Regions from separate parts of the Zea mays genome. Here all the other regions are linked to region 1. A link is a contact called in public Hi-C data. All regions are on one chromosome and are shown on one strand. Each heading gives the region's core, a stretch centred on a gene start, on an enhancer-like site or on the middle of the called end of the contact. The rest is flanking DNA. Distances are from core to core; before and after follow the strand shown. Region 1 holds the start of LOC100383008 (CDT1-like protein a chloroplastic). Region 2 holds the start of LOC100283840. Region 3 holds the start of LOC100272875.

Region 1 (3,354 bases), core at 412-2,911:
CTTTGAGTAAAAAGCCTCACAAATTGTCATGGATAGAGAGTGATCAGGGCTTGTGCATTCCACAACATCCATTACAAGTGTGATTTCCATATCAGCATACATGCATATGCTCTTCTCGTCATGTACTAGTATCCTCTTTATCTGGATTGCTTCTGGGAACAAATGCTTCATCTGGGCCAAATGGCTGTATAATAACTTCCTGTAATGCAGAAAGACTATCATCCAACTGCAACAAATAAACAAATAGCAAAACTAATAATCCATATAGATACTTTCATCATCGTTACTACCTTTTTGTGAGTATCTCCACCTGGGTGGCAATATTATTAAATGTAGCCATCTTCTTCCGTAGGTGAAGCAATCTTATAGAACTCTCCATTCTATTGAAAAGATTCAGCAAATCCTTGTGTCTTCCATTGTGAATAAGAAAGACAAGGTGAATAACCATGGCTAGGCAGCACACATATGCATGAGATATTGAGATGATAATAAAATGACTCACTTCTCAAGAAGTTCAATGCTTTCTAAAAAAAGAGATCGGCTACCACTAGGCGAAACACTTTCATTATAGTCTTCATCATCTGTCTCACTCTCATCTTCCACCAGCTGATTTGCAAGTCTGTCTTTGTACCTCTCTGCAAGCAAATTCCTTGCCAGTGAACTCACAACGACCCCTTTGCTTCTAGATTCACGTTTTTCTGGAGTGGGTGATTCGATTTCACTTCCACCTTCTGTCTCAACTTTCATCTTGTGCACCGTTACAGGGCTACTCGAATCATTATCATGAGACACTTGAGAAAATCCTTTCTCAAGGTCCAGCTGAGTATTATTCACCTCACTCATTTTCAGCTCCGAACACTACAAGAATGGGACCATAAGTAATATGCTACAAACACAAATCCTGAATGCACAGAAGTACATGGGTGAACTTCTAGGGTAGTACTATACAATGTTATCCAAGAGTAGGAAACATCGACTTATATGGTCATACTCATACTTATATCCCCTAGTAATATGCCACAAGGTACTTCACAACTATCCAATCACGAATACATACTAATTACTTAAAAAATAATTAAAAAAACTACTTGTGGAAATATACATGAATTAGGGCCAACCTGTGCAAGATAAATCCAGTGTTTTACATCCACCAGAATTTCACAATAGTATGACAAAATGCCAGGTACCTTAAATTCTTTATCCCATCCCCCTCCCCAACCCAACAAAAATGCTGTACAGAGATATTTGCGATGTCATATGAACTATGAAGTGCGCTAAAGAAAAACAGGAAATTTGCCATCCCGCAAAACTGAATCCGAAAATCGGTTGGGAATAATCAGCTAAAACCGGAAAAACTGTGTGAGAACTGGTCACAGATTCCGCAAACCCTAGACGTTGCCTCTCGACACAGCACAACAGCAGACCAGACAAACCACTGCGCCACTCAAACCAGCTCATGCCGACTAAAGAGGCGAAACAGATGGCCCTCCGGAGAGCGCATGGGAGCACACCCGTGTGGCAATGGGACACGAAACGAAAGCATCGCCATAATTCGCAGAGCACAAGCAAACGGAGGACCAGATCTTGAAAATATACCTACAGAAAGAGCTCGCGTTGTGCTCGGTGTCTCGAATCCGGACGAGCACGGCGCTCCGACTCAGGATGTCGCCACGGAGTCGGCGGTAGTGGAGGGGAGGGTAGAAAATGAAGCGCGGATGACGCGGAGTACCGCACGGCGCGCGGTGCCGCTTCAAAGTGTCAGAGCAAAGCCGAGCGAGCGCATCGAGCCCAACGGCTCTATTATACGTCACCATCAAGCGAGTCGTGGGCCGCTTTGTGTTTCGCGCTTTCAGCCCACTTGGCGCGTGCCGCATGTAGACCGGTCTATTCCGAGTTTCCGACTCAGTTTCTCTCCCCCACCAGCCCACTTGGGTAGTGTTTGGTTGAAAAGCCAAGTAGAACGGAACCGTTCTGTCCTAGTTTTGTTGTTGTTTGGTTACAAAGTAACTAGAACGGAATGGCTCCAATTAGGGAATATTCTCCTCAGATCCGGAACCATTCCGCTCCAAAAAATCAATGGGACGGAGCCGCTCTGTTCCAATCCCGCTCTCACAGTCACGCTCCGTTCCGTTCACTCTGCAACCAAACAAAAAACAGAACCGCTCCGTTCCAGATTACCAAACACAGAACAGAGCGGCTCCGTTCCTAGAATTAGAGATGGAACGGCTCCGTTCTACTTAGCTCCTCAACCAAACACTACCTTGGTGTTTGGATGAGCAAGACACATTTTGGAACGGCTGAATGGCCCAGCGCGAATTGTTGCGGCTGATGATGCATACTGTGTCCGTGCTAATGATACGACAAATATAAAAGACATTAAAGTAAATACACAATAAGAATCGTAACAAAAGTGGTGGGGATAAAAGGGGGCGTAAAAAATCATGAGTCGTGACAGCGTTTTTCCACTTGTGATACTGATATTATTGTTAGCTAAAGTAACAATAGAATAACCATTTCTGTTCAGTTAAGGCCCTTTATAGATTATCACCTATAACTTTACATGAGTTGTACCTTTTCTGTCACAGTAGCAGCATTACACATGCGATTTTGTCTCATAGCTGATATAATAGTTATATATGCCAACGGACGGGTAAACAAAAAAAAGCAAAAGAATTTGGCAGAATATTACCCGTTTAGTCTTCGTCTCAGTAATTAGTTTTATAATTAGACTATATTTAATACCCATAGTTGACATTCAAATGTTCGATATGACACATACTAAATTGTAGTCAGGGAAACCAAGCACCTGAGTCGAACCGATCTAACCTGCACCAGCTCCACCCTCAGTACACACCATACGCAGCAATAGGGTTGTAATCGGATTGAATACGGACGGATATTACTCATACCATATTTGTTTTCATTTTTACTCTTTAGATTCAGAACGGATACGAATATTATTGAGTTGTGTCGGATAAGATTTGAATGAATATCGACATCTTAAATATCCGACTTTGATTATATGGATACAGATATAAATCGGATACAAATCGGTTACTGAATACCAGAACTCGGACACAGATCAGGTCTTAGCCCTTTTAGATGGACCGAATTCAAATACGTACAGATAATATCCGTACCATTTACATTCCTATGCAGCCTGGCAGGCGGCAACAACATGTCAATAAAAAAATAAAAAAAGAGAATTAATTAGAATTTTTAAAATATAAAGAAATCAAAGAAGAAAAACCACAAAAAAGGAGAGAAAAAGAAAATAAAAAAAACAAGCGTATATGATTGACGTCGCCTACATGATTGAAGGCGGACAAGAAAGAAAGTAAAGAAAAGAAAGGA
Region 2 (3,519 bases), core at 378-2,877, 150 kb before region 1:
CAGCTATGCCTTTTGTTCACAAAGGTTCCATCGTTGTTCCATCAATTCTATAGCAAAAGAATAGGCGCTTTTCGATTAAGTAGTGCTCAACTCACCACCCCAAACATGAGTCCCTCGTTGTTGTTCAAAGACCCCATCAACTTCTGGTGCCCCGCGGCGGCAACCACATCAGAGTGCCGCGACAATCCAGTACATGAGGTCATTGCGGTTGACCATGCTGCACGAAGCAAAAACAATAGTAATAAATCAAGACAAGTAGGTCACTGATGGTTAAGGAATGGAGGCAACAACGGACGCGTACGACGAGAGGCAAAGGAGACGATGGCGGGTGCACGCCTCAGGGGCATGCTAGGCAGCCGCACACAGGTGGAGTTCGTAGCCATGGAGGATGTCACAGGAGCAGTTGCCATCGCCGGTGTGTGGGTTCCAACAGCTACTCTACTGAACTACTGTGGTGCATGTGGATGTCAGCGATGTTTCTGAGCCTGAGAAAAACAAGATAACCAGCAGAAGTCACATCTCACGGTGTTGTGTTGCAGCCTTTCAGGATGGTACTAATTGATCAAAATACCAAAAAATAATTAAGAACTCATTTGGAACACAGGGATTTAGTTTTAGTCATATTGTATCAAATTATTTGCTATAAAATCCTCAGCATTCCTAATAGGAATTCTGTTTTTGGTTGAGAGTTTCAGATACATTGTGCCTTCATTGTTGTTTTTGGATTTATGGCACTGAAACTTTAAACCCATATTCTTGGATAATTTTCACCTTTTTGCAATTTAATTGCTCCAATATCGATCAAATGTGTAGCTTTCTGATCTATAGATTCAGTTTAAGAAAATCTAATTGCACACATTAGAACGGCGAAAGCAAAAATTCGAGAATCTCCAACTAAAGGTAAAGAGCACCATTTGCACTGGATGCGTGCAGAGAGAGAGAGAGAGAGAGAGAGAGAGAGAGAGAGAGAGAGAGAGAGAGAGAGAGAAATAGAGTTAACTCTAGATGAATCTGATATTTTCCATCACCACGAAACATGTTCGTAAAATTGCCATCAGCCCCACATTTCATAGATACAGAGCAACCTCAATTCATAGACATATGGGTAACAAGCAGACAACGTTTCAAGTGGCAAAATTCCAATTATTTCGTAATGGACATAAGACAGCGACCATTCTTACTTCTTAGCGCCGAATAAAGAGGCAACATCGACATGTACACCCCTGATTAGAATCAGATCCGAATGTAAATAGCCAAACAGCTTAAGTTAGGGTTTGGATGCTCGGTTTCGCACATCAGGAGGGTAGGACAAAGGACGGGCGTACCTGTTGGGTGCTCGTCGCTGGCGAATGGCGCAGCGAAGACCTGGGGCACCTGTTGTAGGGCGGCGGCCGCACGAGGGAAAGTAGTGTGGTGAACGGGAGTCGGGAGAGGAAAGGCAGCGACGTACTGACTGGCGTTGACGCACGCACGGCCGCACGGATGCAGGGCTGTAGAGTCTGGCTCGGCTGGGTTCCATCGGCTAGGCTGGGCTCCCCTCGGCTGCACTTGCTTGCTTGTGTTGTTGGCTGGCTAGAACGCTGACAGGCTGCACCACAAACATCATACCAAGCGGACCCGCAGGTCAGAATCTTCTCTCTTGACAAGGAGCAAGCCTAATCCCAGAACCCCACGGTCGTGAGACCCTAGCTGCCGTCGCCGCCGCCGCTGACCGGCGACGGCGATCTAGATGGGGGCGTCGGCCTCCGTGCTCTCGTTCCCAACGGCCGCCGCGTTCCCAGCAGCCGCCACCGCCGTCGCCGGGGCCGCCGGCTGCTTCGCGCTCGGCTACCTCCTGGCCTTCACCCGCCTCCCGCGCCACGCCGCCGGCCCAGGTTCGGGAGGGACCTCCGATGACGATTCCGAGGATGACTCGGAAGAAGATGATGACGAAAACTCCGGCCGCAGTCGCGCGGCGAAGCGGGCGGGAGGGCAGAAGAGGGCCGGGCTCCGGCTGCTCTACTGGGCACGGAACGTGGTGACCAAGTCCGACTCTGCCAGGGAGGCGGAAAGGTCCCGGTCTCAGGCCGCGGCCAGTCCCCTGGAGATCGAGAACCTTGCTGAGATAATAGAAGATTTCAAAATGGTACTGCAGATTTATTTCAGACATCTACCAATCTGGTTTGTTGGATGGTGTTTTGGGGTAGGGATAGAATTAAAGGATGCTCTGTTGTGTTGGTTGTTTCTTTGGTTGTAGGTGTTGGTTGTGAGGAATGATCTGAAGATGGGGAAGGGGAAGATTGCCGCACAGTGCAGGTGAGACCTTTGCTCCACTAAGCCATGATTTAAGATAAGTATATACTGGGTGAAATGAACATACCTTACTAGTTACCCTGATGTTTGGCTAGTTTCAAAAAAAAAAAATGATGGCTATGTCTTTGAACCAATGAATGCCTGACTCGTCTGTTTGATAGAACAAGGTGCTGCTAGGCTTATGATGTGCTTTGATGGACTTCAAATGAACAGACACTGCATTAGTAATGACCAAACTTTAGAACTTGTACAGTTGTTGTCGTCTTCAGTGCAGAAGTAAAAAATAGTAGAACAAAAAATTGATCATGTTTGTTTGATATGTGGTGCCAGTCTCTTTGTTCTTTCTATGCCGACTGTTACTCATTGTTCTGAATTAAATAGTAGCATTATGTTCCTGCTGTTTGGTGTGTTTAGGGTGTAGTATAATCCATATAAGTGCATAACATTGTCTAGATTTTTTCACTCTACAAAAGTCAGCAGATGGGGTTGGCTGACTCATATAGGTTATATCTGATTCTGTAGTTGAAACATCACAGATTTTGAGATAATAGCCATACCAGCTGCCAACTGTGTTTGGATAGCAAAATAGGTGTTACCTTTTATCTTTGTTGCTTCACACAGTAGGGCTTATCGTGCATCCAAAGTTTTGATGGCTTCCACAAAACAGAAATGGACCAATTTTTAGTCAACAATCTTTGGCCAGACAGCCATGCAACATCTGTTGCCATAGCAAATGTATTGCTAATATCAGTGTTATCAGCCACATTATCCTCGCAAAAGCTGTCTACCTTTAACTAAGTCTTAGAGCATATATGCTGTTGCATTGACTTTGGCCATGAAACACATGGAAATTTTAGCTTTAATGAAGTGAATCACCAGACTAAGAAATTGATGCTGATCTTTGCCTCCAGCACTTCAGTTGTTACCTTCAGCTGCGAAAGAGTTATCATACTTGCATATACTTTTTGTTTTTTTAAATATCAGTATTGATTGAAATGATGGCTTGCTTTTTTCTGTATTTTTAGTCATGCAACTCTTGGGCTATTCAAAAAACTCCAACAGAGAGCTCCAAAATCACTAAGAAGGTATTATTCCAAAACAATTCCTTGTGTTGTTTGAACTTTGAATCTTCTTCCAAATGTCCGACTTCATATTCCACTGAGATAAGAAAACATCTGCCAAATTTCCTTGCCTCTCTGTTTTCCATGTTTTACAGGTGGGAGCGGT
Region 3 (3,391 bases), core at 633-3,132, 190 kb after region 1:
CAAAGATAAAAATACAATAGAAATAAAACAGCGTGCACGGCAACGCCGCACGAAAATTCTAGTTTATTTCCTAGTCTGTTTGGATGCATCAGTATCCAAAAGTTTATGAAATTTGTTGGTCATGAGAAAATGACACAAAAACCAAATATTGGAAGTGAAATGAAATAGAAGCCCTACCACAATGCAATTTTGTATATAATAACGCAAAAGTGTATGCGTACCTTGTATCTGAACGCCTCAAAAGTTCCATAGCAAGCACCTGCAGAGGAAGGAGGAAAAACATGCCAATTAGGGGGTGTTTGAATGCAGTGGAGATAACAGTTAGCGGCTAAAATTAGTTGGAGACATCCAAACACCCTAGCTAATAGTTCAGCTATTAGCTATTTTTAGTAAATTAGTTAATAGTTAGCTAGCTATTTGTTAGTTAGCTAATTCCACTAGCAAATTTTTAGCCAACTAACTATTAGTCCTAGTGCATTCAAACACCCCCTTAGTAACTTGGTACTCATGCTATGGCGTCAGAAAGAAGGAAAAATATACCATTTATTTCTGTGACATTCATATCCTAGGAAGCACGTGGGTACAAGAGCACTTTGAGATCTACCAACTCCCTCATACAAGAATGAGATTTAGGACAGAAAAGACTGCATGCATGCTAATTAGGCTCCCTTAAACACTTTCTAGTGAGCAGAGGGAATATAAGCAACTCTGTTTGAGATACATCTTGAAAGCAACAATTGCATAAGAGTTATTGCACGAAAGAAGCAAGCCAAGCATGTTAGGTACATCCTTGAAGCACTGGTCAACACAGATCCCGTAAAAATATCAACAAAAGTAACTTTCCACAGGCACATCTTTTCTGACTTACAAAACCCGAGTAATGACTATCAAGATAAGACAGTCAGAGACTGGTAGCCTAATACACGACCATATCTGACCCTTAAGTCCTTGTGACCGGTACTCTCTCCACGAGCTAAGTACAAAATCACCAAGCGGAAGGATAACTTTATGACAGCAAATACCAGTAACTCGACATACAGACAATTCCAAATGCTGTCATCTTGACGCTACAATGGAATCCAAATCAGGAATATACTAATCGGTACATTCCAAAGTGGCATTGAACAAGCCTTTGACATTAGAAGTCATTCATTCAGTCAAATCAAAGGCAAATACAAAATCTTACATTTTCCATCCCAAGTTCTAAGCACCAGCAGGAAGTTAACCAAACCACGGCAGACCGAATCAGCAACAGCCCTTAGAGCACAAGCAATTGGGGGCAAACAAACTCCAACTCGAGCATCGATATCTTCCACCTCCAGATGATGCTACCTAAGCACTAGTAACTCTTAACAAAAGCCACCTAGTTATTACATCTGCCGCTAGCTAACCACACAAACCAGGGATGTAGCTACTAGCTAGCTCGAGAAGATTCCTGAAATCGCACACTAATCTACTTCCAACCAAAAAAAAAAACACCGACGGGTGAAGCGGCTCGCACGGACGGATTGATGCTGCAAGCCTAGTGTTTAGGGGTTTAGGGACGAAGGTTACCGACGGCTCCGCCGACCGCGCCACCGATAGCAATTCCGGCACCCACGCGCGCCAGGCAGCTGTCACTCCTCGCCATCACCTCCTCTGATCCTGTTGGGCTTGTAAATAGATCGGATCCGAGTAGAAATAGCTAGATAGCTTAAGTTAGGGTCATTGGGTCCTCGGTTTTTCGCACAGAAGTAAGGGAAAATAGGGTGGGTAGTATACCTGGTGGGAAATCGTCGCCGGCAAAGTGCCCGACGAAGTCTTGCGGCGGCGGCGGCGGTAGCACAGTCGTCGCCGAGACAGAGGAGCGCAAGACGAGGTGGACGGGTGAAGAAAATCAATTGGTAGATTCCTCACCTGGTTTTTTTTTTGGTGTGTGAAAGGGGCCGAGAAATTCCTGCTGGGCCTCGACGGGCCCTTTCAGCCGGGCCGAACGCCTTTCAGAGCATGCACAGAACATCACCAAGCCGGCCCAGGGCTTGAACTGGTTCTGGTCCAGGCTTTTATACGAACGGGAAAAAAGTCTATTATAATCTTTCGGACTATTTGTAATTCGAATTTTCTCCTAAAACTCTAAATCTCTACTGACTATTAAGTCTCAACCGTAGACTGCCCCCGCTCCCCTCCACCCACCGCAAAAATCGGCGCAGTCCGTTCGCCCGCGACCCCGCCGCAATCCCTCCTCCTCCGTGAGCCGGTCGCCGTGGCTCACCATCACCTGACGCAGCTGCTCCGCGGGGATGGACCCGCTGCAGGCGTCGTCGAACACATCGAAGCACTCGGCGAGGCATGCCTCCGACTGCCTGGCGCCCATCTTGCGTGCCGCCACGGCCAGGAACGCCGCGAGGGCGCGAGGCCGATGTCGCCGGTGCCCGCGGCGACGCCCGCGTCCTCCAGGAAGTGCCACGCCTCCGCCTCGTCCACGTTCTGGCCCAGGGAGCGCAGCGCCGTCACGAGCTCGCCCGTGGCGATGCGACCTGCAAGCCTACCGGCCGGGAGCAACAAAGAAGCACGCACGCACATATGAGTTGAGTGAGGCTCGGAGTGCGCGCGCGGTGGATAGGAGTTCGATGGGATGGCGACTTGCCGTCGTCGTCAGTGTCGAACAGGTCGAAGATTTTCTTGCACTCGTCCACCTGTTCCGGCGTCAGCTTCTCCGCCATGTTGCTCACCCGAGCCAACCTCAGCCGCTTCCTCTTGCTATGGATGCTCTCGATGAACAGTGCAGAGCTTTCTTTTATTCTGATTCGATTTCGTCAGATCAAAAGAGTAAACAGCAAATTCCGATCTGGCAGGCCACTGGCCACCTTTTCCTTGTCCTTGTTGGTCATCAGAAAACAACGAGACAATGACCTATAACATCGGTGCACCGCACTTAATCAATTTAAGTGTCGTCGCCCAGTTTTGTTAAAAGAGACGTCTCGTCCACCTCTTGAACAATAAATGAGGAAGAAAAAATGCAAGGCCTCCATGATTCAACCTGTTTGCAGTGACTACTGAAAGAATAAGAATGATTCACGTTGACAGTGATCAAGTTTGGAAATCACTTCAAAAAGAAATTAATTTCAGATATATATCAAGTTGTACATAAAAAATAGCACTGAAACTAAATTACAGATGTCACATCATTTTTATTCCCTATATATATTGTGACTATGCAAATAATCCAACAAGGACATTCCCAAAAACAGAATTAATGGGAAGGGCATATTGCAATTGTACACTATGCCAGCATGAAATGCAATTCCTTTCTGGAGCAGCAGTGTACACACAAAAATTCATGTATTCTCTCAAATGGTAAGCTGTCAAAGTCATCACTTGTAGTACTGGTATAGACTGAAACCTTGGAGGT

Evidence for each region. A called contact is a pair of places that touch in the nucleus more often than the background predicts.
Region 2: a contact with region 1 is called in a Hi-C map of tassel, with 2.4 times the contacts expected there. The contact joins the promoter of LOC100283840 here to the promoter of LOC100383008 in region 1. A contact is called at or near these places in 4 of 25 Hi-C or Micro-C datasets (ear, endosperm, leaf and 1 more).
Region 3: a contact with region 1 is called in a Hi-C map of ear, with 2.5 times the contacts expected there. The contact joins the promoter of LOC100272875 here to the promoter of LOC100383008 in region 1. A contact is called at or near these places in 2 of 25 Hi-C or Micro-C datasets (ear and tassel).

Annotation. Positions count from the first base shown.
Region 1 is chr10:147,969,979-147,973,332 of Zm-B73-REFERENCE-NAM-5.0, reverse strand. It overlaps LOC100383008 (CDT1-like protein a chloroplastic), which reads right to left and starts at 1,661. Exons shown (of 8, transcript NM_001175689.1): 1 at 1,597-1,661; 2 at 503-858; 3 at 291-410; 4 at 1-199. The coding sequence starts at 843.
Region 2 is chr10:148,120,960-148,124,478 of Zm-B73-REFERENCE-NAM-5.0, reverse strand. It overlaps LOC100283840, which reads left to right and starts at 1,627. Exons shown (of 7, transcript NM_001156738.1): 1 at 1,627-2,125; 2 at 2,237-2,295; 3 at 3,318-3,377; 4 at 3,509-3,519. The coding sequence starts at 1,730. LOC100283301 (6,7-dimethyl-8-ribityllumazine synthase) reads right to left here and starts at 1,461. Exons shown (of 9, transcript NM_001369530.1): 1 at 1,326-1,461; 2 at 302-485; 3 at 96-217. The coding sequence starts at 410.
Region 3 is chr10:147,778,172-147,781,562 of Zm-B73-REFERENCE-NAM-5.0, reverse strand. It overlaps LOC100272875, which reads right to left and starts at 1,882. Exons shown (of 4, transcript NM_001327982.1): 1 at 1,762-1,882; 2 at 1,555-1,684; 3 at 222-259. The coding sequence starts at 1,630. It also overlaps the pseudogene LOC103642941.